Linked DNA regions of Mus musculus: region 1 is linked to region 2. A link is a contact called in public Micro-C data. All regions are on one chromosome and are shown on one strand. Each heading gives the region's core, a stretch centred on a gene start, on an enhancer-like site or on the middle of the called end of the contact. The rest is flanking DNA. Distances are from core to core; before and after follow the strand shown. Region 1 has its middle 36 kb from the start of Gm35291. Region 2 holds the start of Eya4 (EYA transcriptional coactivator and phosphatase 4).

Region 1 (4,715 bases), core at 1,503-4,002, 330 kb before region 2:
ACCTACTCCCTCTTTTGTTCAGTGAATGAAGTCTTACTAAAACTTCAAACAAAACGAAATCTGGAGCGTTAGCTAACAAATGGAGAAAAATAGATCTTTAAAATAGTTCATGAGCTACATAGAATACTTGAAACAAGCTGAAGCTTGGTAGGATAAAAATACTAGATTTAAACAATCAGCTTGTGTTTGTATGTGTATGTGTGCACACATATATGGTCATATGTGTTCATGCGCACGTACAGGCCAGTGGTCAATGTCAGATGTTTTCTCTCACTGTTTTCCATGTTATCTTTTTGGGATAAGGTCTTCCATCCAACACGGAGCTCTTCAGTTATGTTTGCCAAAGAGCTTCAGGGATCTTTGTATTTCGCAGCCTGGACCCCAGCACGGCTCTCATGCATTCATAGCAAGCATTCTGCCCACATATCCCTTCACCACCCTGCTCCCTCAAATAACTGGCGTCTTGCATAAAGAATAGATAATATCGGAGCCATTACTGAATATAAAACATACTTTAGGCTTAAAGCTAATATAAGTCAAACACTCAGATCTGCTGCTAAACACTTCAGTCTTTTGCTCTAGTCTAGTGACTGTTGTCAGCATCGTCCGCATCAGGGAGTTCCCGGTCTAACCCCATTCACTGTTGGTCACACAGGAAGTGCTTCCTTGAGTCCTGGGCACCACATTTTAAGAGGGAAGTTGACAGCCAACTGGAACATGTTCAAAGGAAGAACGGCAAAGGGTCTGGAAACCATATCATACTAGGAGTAGCTGGGGAATGCGTTCATTTTGCCAGAGAGAATGACAGGTTGGGTTAGCAATTTCAAAGGCTGTTCTGCAGTGGGTGGACGGGAGGGGTGTAGACGTTGTGACACAGTTACAGATCTAAAAAGGATGGAAAAGCTTGCTGGTGGAGAGTTTAGGCTCCCACATGAAAATGCTTTTGAAACAATTAAGTTCATCAGGAATCGGGTGTTTGAGTCATGGCAAGCTGCCGACCAGGGGAGCAACGCGCAGGCTCTGAGTGCCACCTGTGCCAGCCGGAGGGGCCAGGCTGGGGCTCTCCAGAGGCTGTCACGCCATGACTTACTTTCCGTAAGAAGCAGAGGCAGCTCTGAGGTAGACTGGAGACAGAAGAAGACGTAAGCACTAAACAGAGTCTTCGTGATGATACATGAGTGTGTTCTGGGGTAGGGCGGGGCTTGGGACTAGAACCACTGTGTAGGAAGGAAGAACAAATTGAATACTGTTGTCAGCATCTGCCTTCCTGTGGTCTCTAAGGCTTTTGAAGGTGCGTGTTTTGTGTGTGTGTAGTCACCATTCCATTGGATGGTGTGTATCTTTTGATCAAGCTGATCTCTGAGCACAAATGGTGCATATGTAGACAAGAATTTGATCTTTCTTGATTCTTTTGCCATTCCCTCTTTCCCTAGCTCCTTCTGCACATCCTGCTGCTTTTACTCCTCTCCCTTCATTTGTTCCCTTCCTCCTGTACTTCCTCTCTGGTTTATTTTTCTAACAAAGACGCACAATTTGGTGTGTGTATCCCTGGGTGCGTGCATGCAGGGCTTAATGCAAGCCTTTAAGAAACACTACCAGCACATAGTTATTTTGTAGCCTCAAAACCCTGAAGTCTTTATTCTAGACTAAGAATTTTATTTTTTGCAAATAAGTTCTGACATTGCTATTTGCTGACTTCACAATTTGCAATCTCTCTTCTCTCTCTCTCTCTCTCTCTCTCTCTCTCTCTCATTAAAGCAGACAAGGCAGCATAATAAACTATGGTGAAGTTATTAGTAAGATTTCAAGATGACACCAACTCAGCACATATTGAAAGACGAGATGAGGGTCCCTTTTCCGGTTGTCACACATTCCAGGCAGGCCCAGCCCGCTTGCCTCATGTGGTTTGGGGCCTTTAGCTACGGTGCAGGTCATTAACTGGTTGGGGCAGCAGCAGCACATTGTTCTGCTATTTTCAAACCACAACAGCCTCTGTGGAATCCAGGACCCATAAAAACACAGTTCTGATGCAGCCTGACAGAGGCATAATTCAAGAGAATTCCAGTGAAGCTAAGAAAATATGAATCGGTTTGGGGGAATCAGCGGAACCTTATTTAATCAATTGACTCAACTAATTTAAAACTATAATTTTGAGTGCTCTGTGTGTGTGTGTGTGTGTGTGAAGATATCTAAGACTAAATCTGATACGAGAAGTTTCTACTGTATAATTTTGCTATGAAACCCTCACTCCAAAACAAAGAAAGCCAGAAAATAAAGAAAAAGAGAAAATTCTAGAAAGAACTGTGCCTTCTGCACCCTTTCTTTTTTTCACTTTTCTTTGTCTATTCCTTTCCTTTCCTTTCCTTTCCTTTCCTTTCCTTTCCTTTCCTTTCCTTTCCTTTCTTTTCCTTTTCTTTTCTATCCTCCTTCCTTTTTTCCTCTCCCCTTTCTTTTTCTTTTTTTAAAAATCACTCCTCTTTTGTATAGATTTTTTTTTAAGTAGTTTAAGTAAACTTACTAGAAGGTTTTGATTTCAGTCTGGATTTTTTTTTAAGCCTCAAATGAAAGGTTCTCTTTAATCAGATAATTGTCCAGCCAGTAATTTTAGCTTCTCTGTGACACACCAGTTGGCAGGTACAGAGGTCCCAGCCAAGCCTTTGTCCCCACCCCCCATCCATGCCCTTGGGACTGTCTCCGAGCTTCACCAGACATCTCCTCACTAGAGACTCCAACATCACAAGCATTGGGAGTTTGGGAAAGTAGAGCTAACTGCCAGAGGTGTCTATGCAGAAAGCACAGAGGCAGCTTCTATGGCTTCATTTACACCTGGGAAAGGAGAAACGGGCTGGTGTGCCGCAGCTCTCTTTCCTCCAGGGCACCAGCCTTTCTGATAAATGCTGTTTCATGAGATCTTGCCTCTAAGGTTATCTAGGAGGTTTGGGCGAGACTTTAAGTCAAGCTAACTCCTGGGTTTCATCTCCCCTGTCGTAAGTCCCCCAGTCCCACTCCTACCGGAACACCATGTCACACAGGCTGGGAAAATTATCCTTCAACCCCACTGTCTGCTGCTTTTCTTTGTCTACTTCTGGACTCATCACGTTCTCTGGCAGCCATGAATGAAATGTAGCGTGCTCAATGACTGACATCCATTAGAGCCCTTGGACAAACCCTGGGCCGCCTTTTGAAAGGCCTCTGGAAGAGAAAAGACTGTGTGCTCTTTGAATGTGGGCCCGCTGAACCGCTGCCAAGGGCAGCCCGTTCCATTCAAAGGGCTGAGCGAATAAATGAGAATAACGTCCTTGGGGACCCGCAGGATCAGCTTACTCTGAAAATGCTCAAGCTTCACAAAGGGTCAGAGTCACAAGGTAAATGAAAATGGCCAGGAGCGGACTTTGATGGCTGAAACACTGTAACAGTAGAGGGCTTGAAAGAAAATGTTATTTAATTTTTTTTTTTTTTAAAGAGGCAGTTAAAGGAGTGGGGAAAAGTCGGGAAAATCTCAGAAGGGTGAAGTCTGTTGATAACAGAAAAAAAAAAAAGATGTCTGCAAGGTCATCACTGAGTGCTCACTGGTTACACACTCACTGTGTAAATGGGTGTGTATGCTTATAAAAATGTGTAAGTATCTACATTTGTAAACACTGGCCAGTACCTTTATTTATAATTAATAAAAAACTGGGTCAGATTTCTGAGCTCAGTTGCTTGGTGATTTCTACCCAAGTCACCAGTCACAAACTCCAGAGATGAACCCTCAAATATGACAGTCTAGAGAGTCCCCTTTTACTTTTGTTTATGCACTGTCTCACTTGGAATGCTGTCTATTGGTAGCGTTTATGGAAATACTTCAGAAGCAATCTAAGAAAGGAAACCAGAAAACCCACAAAGCTCTTCATGCAGTTCCAGAGAGACCCCGAGAGTCACCTTCCACAGGATCACTCCTCTGCCCCTCAGACCCGCAAGCCCCTGCCTCTTAGATGGCCTTTAGACCTATAGGCAGTGGTACTGTCAAGAAACCATTAAGGACTAGTTATATATACCTCAGTCAGGGGACCCCCTACTCCTCAACCTCCTCAAACAAAAACTTCTGAGTCCTCCATTGTTTTTCAAATTAAAAGAACATTGAAAGTAAGAATTGATAATTGTGTTGTCAACGTGCAACGTGCGGGAGGAGATGCATGGCTTCCCTGCCTCTGCAAGGTCTGCTCTCTAGAATTGATGCTAGCTAGTGAAACCAAGCTTGATTCAACAGGTTGAATGTGCCAGCTTTCTTCCGAAGACACACCCACTGAAAGCATTGCAAAGGAGATGAATTGGAGAAGAGTCTTCACAGATGTGATCTATCTAAAACATTGGAAAGAGCGCAGTAAGATCAAGGGTGGGCTCTTACTTTGATAAGAGGCAAAGGGGGAAGACAGAGAGCAGAGATGTGAAGACCTGAGGGGTGGATTGTGTGCCTGCAAAACAAGGACCTGGAGTGTTGTCAGCAGCTGCAAGCAGCCAAGTGGTTGCTGGAGTCGGATTCTGCCTCTGAGATACCAAGGACACCTGGATGCTCAACTTCCGGCTTCCACAACTGCCACGGGCTGAGCTTCTGGTGTTTTAGGCTGTCAGATTCATTCTGGTTTGCACTGGCAGATTCAGGAAAAGCCATTTACGGGTGGCGACAGCTGTGTGCTGTTGTGACCACACCGTCATCCAGCTTGGACTAGCTGGTC
Region 2 (5,054 bases), core at 1,654-4,153:
ATGAGGGAGAAAAATAACGTTTATCGCAAGGTCACCATGTTGAAAAGTTTATTGTGGAAGACAGCAAGGATGAGTAGCTGGGTCTTCATGTGTCCCCAACACAACTGGAGCAGGGCCTTTGTCTGAGCTTGTTGCCTACCTGCCTGCCTGCAGATCCAGCATCCCTAAATGGACAGCTTTGTCTGGGCTCAGTGGGAGAGGATGTGCCTGGCAGTTTGATGTTCAAGGAGGAGATGTGTAGGGTGCTGACACTCAAAGGCAGGCTTCTCCTTGTAAGGGGAATGGGAGAGGACTTATGCAAGGGTTATGAGAGGGTTGTTAAGTGAACAAATAAATAAATTTAATAATAATTTAAAAAGAAGAAAGCTAGGAAACACACCACCTCGTTTCCCCCAATTTTTATTAAAACATCGAGTTTTATTTAAATTTAAATTTTAGCCAGGTGTGGTGGCTCACACCTTTAACCCCAGCACTTGGGAGGCAGAGGCAGGTAGATTTCTGAGTTCAAGGTCAGACTGGTCTACAGAGTGAGTTCCAGGACAGCCAGGGCTATACAGAGAAATCCTGTTGGGGGGGGGGGGGGGGAGAAAAAGAAAAAGAAAAAAATCTTTCCATCCTTTTAAGAGATAAAGTCAAAATATGAAGTCTTGTACCAAAAGGAAATGGATGCTTGCTCACTTTTGAGGAGAATGCTACTCTAGTCTTAGTTGCTATATTCATGGAGGAGTCTGACACCAACAGATTAACTGTTATAGTCTCTTATTTGAGCCACTGGCATGCATGCTGTATCGAAAAGAATGGCTGCTTTTTTTTTTTTTTTTTTTGACAACCACAACTACTGAAAGCATCCCAGAGGCTAAAAATATAGATTGGGATGTATACAGACTCATTCGAATCTCAGCTTTGTCACGTGGACAAAAACATCCAACCAACCGACAATACAGCACTTTGAACTATGAACTGGAGACAACAAAATAATTGAGGTTTTCTTGTTGCTGATGTCCCTTGAGTGTATACTAACCGGTGCTCCTCTCCATCGCAGGAATGCACTCTGGGTAATGCTCCCAAGGCTGCAAAGCACCACCAGAAACCCTTCCACTCAGAGAGCCAGAAAGGGGGAAGTTAGGCCTGGCCTGGCTCAAGCTCCCTGAAACTGATCTGTGGGAGAAACAGCCAATAAGCAAGCAGAGGGAAGACACTACCTTTATCAGCTTAAATTTAAAGCCCCAGCATCTTTTCCATTTCCTCTTAATCATTGTAGACAATGCCCCGCTCATTAAAAACAAATATTCAGCATGGATTTTCCTTTTAAACTAGAGTTCAGGGCTCCTGTTAGTAACATAAAACCAAGCTCAAGTGAAGGATGAAATTTGTTTCTGAAAAAAGTCCAGAATATCATTTAGTTGATAAAAATATTAAAACTAGATTTTCTTCGAAGTGGAGTGGTTTTTTTTTTTTTTTCATCCCTATGGCCATATCTAAGGCAGCGTTGTTGCTAGAGATGACTTGATTTTCTTTGGGAAAAATTATTTTGATTTCTTTGGGCCTTGGTTATCTTTTATACAGCTTTAATAACTATTAGGAAATTAATTAAACAAACACGCGTGAACCACAAGTGAGCAGTACAGCAACTGACAATAAATTCAAAATGAGTTGATACACATTATCAAAGTATCAGGACAGATGTTACTGATGGAGACAATGGGCTTTAGGGAAAGGTGGGGTTATATGGGAGTAATATTTGGGGATTGTCTTTGCTTTGGTCCAAGAGTGTGATATTTATATTTGTCTGTGAAATATGAAATCCAATGTAGGTACAAAAGACATCAACAGAAGGCATAGGCTCAAAATGCCATTTCAGCAGTGTGCCCTGAGCAGTTCTGACTGGCCTTTGGAAGTCACTGCAGTCTGACCTTTGGGCGCCTGGGAGGGGCGCCTATAGCTGCGCCCGGCCTGGAAGGGGCCCAGGCACTTCCCAGTGCTGCCCGTCTGCACGCTGCTAACTCCTTCATCGCTTCCATCTCCAGGAAAAAGCTCTTTCCTAAATCCAGAGCAAGCTTTGGGCTGGTGTCAGTTGGCGTTTAACTTTGTTGCAAGTGGACTAGAGTCCCTTCTGCCTCCTCTCTTGGGGTAAGTGGCAAGGAGTCCGACTGAGGGCCTGTAGCTCGCACAGGGTAGTTAGGGGACCGCCGCCCAGAAGCAGGTGGGGGACCGAGGAGCCCGGTGGCGGGCTGGTCCCTTCAGTCTAAAGGCCTCGGTGGCCAGCGCCAGGCGGGGTGGGGGCGGGGTGAGGCGGCGCAGAGGGCGCGGAGATTACCGCGGCGCCACCAGAGACGCGCAGAGCCGGGGAGCCCCGGAGGTCCCCCCACGCGAGACCTCAAAAAAGAAAAAAAAAGCCGATGATAACAGGCAGTTTCCAGAGATCGAATAAAAAGAGAGGGCTTCTGCGCCCGCCAAGATCTCCTGCTCTTCCGGCGGCCTGCCGGGAGGCCCCCAGCGGCCACCCTAGCCCCAGGACGCAGGCGGCGACGTCCCCCCCCAACCCCCCCACATCCCGCCTCCTGCCTCTAGGCTCCAGCTCCGCGCGCTAGGGAGAGGCTGCCCGCGGCGCGGCGCACGCTCCGGCGGCTCCCGGCTTGCGCGCAAACCTTTCCCGGTCGGCGCCCTAGAGAGGGGACTGAGCGGCGGGGACCTGCGGAGGGACGCCCGGCCACCCGGCGCGCGCGCGCTTTCTCTTTTCTTCTGCTCGCTAACGCCGCTCGGCTGCTCGGACTTTGGTTCGGCTCCTTTCGTCCTCCCCCCCCCCCCCTCGCAGCCGGCTCCCCCACCCCGCCCTGTTTCTCCCCCACTTGTGTAAGCTATTTGTTGGGGGTGGCCGAAAGGGATGTCCTGTTTTTACCAGAGACACAGCGCGAAGGGAAAACTTAGACACTGGAAGGAAAGCGAGTAAATACGTAGATCGGACCCGCAGATCACTGGCTGGGACAGACAATTGAACTTCGGGAGTCCAAGGCGGTCCGGGCCGCCAGAGGTGAGTGTCCTCTCTTCATCCGACCCGGTTTTTGAAGTCCAATGGAGGGGGGAGGTGTGTCCAGATTTGGATGATTCCCCCAAACTGTCCCCTAGAAAGTGCTAGCTAGACACTTTGTAGTGCGTGAATGGGGATCTGGGGATGGAGGTCGCGCGCAGGGAGAGTGTGTGAGCCTCGGAGTTCTCCCCGATGATCCAACAGCAGTGTCCCATGGCCAGGGTCCCTAGGACCTCAGTGGTACGCTCGCCCAGGAAGACCCTCAACGACCTGGTCCCCAGTAACCCCTCTTGTCTAGCGCCACAGGACCTGAGTGAGTCTCGCGTCGTCCCCGGGTGCGGATCCTACCTGCCTGCACCCTGTTCCCTGTCGCCCGGGAAGCTTACACCAGACTCTTCCCACTCCCACCCGGTGACATTTAATACTTTGTGATGACCTGCTACGTGGAGTAAGGGTGCTGCCTCACTCAGTGTCCCTTGGAGAGCCGTGGGCGCCTGGGTTTGCGTGAGGCCGGGAGCGCGTGTACCCAGAGGCCAAGCCCTGGTCTCCAGGTACCGGTCGCAGTCTAAACAGGGGGGGGGGGTCACTTTAATGGTTTTTACGTGGCGTGGACGAATGTCTCTTGCAGTGTGCCAGGGTCTGTGAAATTAGAGGCGCCTTGTCAGAGGAGTCGCGTTCATTGGCTCCAGGAGCGGATGCTGAGGAGCAATTCTAACTTCTCCAAAGCCAAGGACCAGGCTGGGGCGAGCAGGTTTCTCTCAGAGCTCACTGGATCTGGGGTGGCCTTGGCACTCTAAACGCTTGTAGAGCTTGGTCATCTGTGACTGGGAGACAGACTGTGTGAGCCCGTTTCGTTTTGCAAGCCACAGCAACCCCAAACTTTTCATTTTATTTTTCTATTAGCACTAAATTCTTTTCCTTTTTTCTTTGTATTCGAGATTCGCAATCTCTCTGAAAGAAACAAGGAGGTTTTGACTGAGCCTGGTGGCAGAGCGGTGGCAAAACTAAGGGAGTGCAGTTTGATTTTTGCCACCGTCCCCTTGTTTGGGATGTTAGCGCCTCAGCTCACATCTTTCAAGTTCCTGGGAGACTAACGGGGTTTGCGGTTTGGGTGGGATCGGCGTGGCCTTCTCCTTTTCTCCCGGACAACGCAGGGACCATTCAGGGAGCCTCCTGAACTCGAGGGCCCCCGTGGAAGGCGCGCATCCCCGCGCGGGGACAACCTAGGTGGCGGCTCACCAAGCGCGTGGCGTGTGTTTTGGTTTCTGCGCAGCTACACGTGGGGCACCTCCGTGTGCGTGTGTGTTGTGTACTTGATCTGTGAGAAGGTAACTGGAGTCTCGTGTTCAAACCCAGTGGGCCCTTGGCCATTAATTTGCTTTCCTGGCTGTCATTACAGACACTTCCAAAATCTGATACCTAAAGAGATCCAACAGGTTGGGTTTCACATTAAGAGCCCACACTTAACAGTTTTCTTTCTCCCTCACCCCCTTTGGCTCCGCACTCTGGGATCAACGTAATTGTTGGAGCGAAATACATCTTCTTGAATATGGTATTTTGTTGCTCTTCTCTTAGCGCCGCCTTTTTGCACCTATGAGCGTTTGTCAGTTTCAGCGAGGCTCCTGGGGGACTTAGGTGGGAGTCTTTAGGAGTGTTTAGCAACCCGGACTCCCATCAACAACTTCTGAAGTTTCATTTACCCGTGGGTGACTGACAGCGCTGAAAGTGGACTGTGGCTTTTTTGTTTGCTGAGTGCTTCTCTTTTAATTTAATTTAATTTTTTAAGTTTTAAGGACAAAACTTGTATTTGATACAATTTCCCAATAAAGTTTGATATTTAAGTAGAAACGGTACCTACTTTTTATTTTACTTTAAAAAAAACAACATATATTTTTGTCAGACTTATACCTGAGAAACAAAATTTAGCAGAGGCTGAAGGGAAAGAATTCTAAAACAAAATAATTTGATATGCTTTATGGTGCATTTTAAGACATTTGCATTCAAAGACATTTGTACTTAAAAAAAT

The links. Hi-C and Micro-C count contacts between places; a contact is called where the count stands out from the background.
Region 1: a contact with region 2 is called in a Micro-C map of the MC3T3-E1 cell line, with 2.8 times the contacts expected there. The contact joins the enhancer-like site here to the promoter of Eya4 in region 2. A contact is called at or near these places in 11 of 39 promoter capture datasets (the 3T3-L1 cell line, cranial neural crest, embryonic stem cells and 6 more), 3 of 484 Hi-C or Micro-C datasets (the MC3T3-E1 cell line, cortical neurons and muscle stem cells) and 5 of 115 datasets of contacts at active chromatin or transcription factors (SST interneurons, craniofacial prominence, embryonic hindbrain and 2 more).

What each region holds. Positions count from the first base shown.
Region 1 is chr10:23,673,353-23,678,067 of GRCm38.p6, reverse strand. No RefSeq gene overlaps it. Among named protein-coding and RNA genes, the nearest start is that of Gm35291, 36 kb to the left of the region's middle. Within about 2 kb of position 2,752, at least 49 of the 459 cell types and tissues checked have an H3K27ac peak or open chromatin away from gene starts, as enhancers often do. A contact at or near this core is called in the MC3T3-E1 cell line, craniofacial prominence and muscle stem cells, where this site is marked.
Region 2 is chr10:23,347,739-23,352,792 of GRCm38.p6, reverse strand. It overlaps Eya4 (EYA transcriptional coactivator and phosphatase 4), which reads left to right and starts at 2,903. Exons shown (of 19, transcript NM_001347372.1): 1 at 2,903-3,031.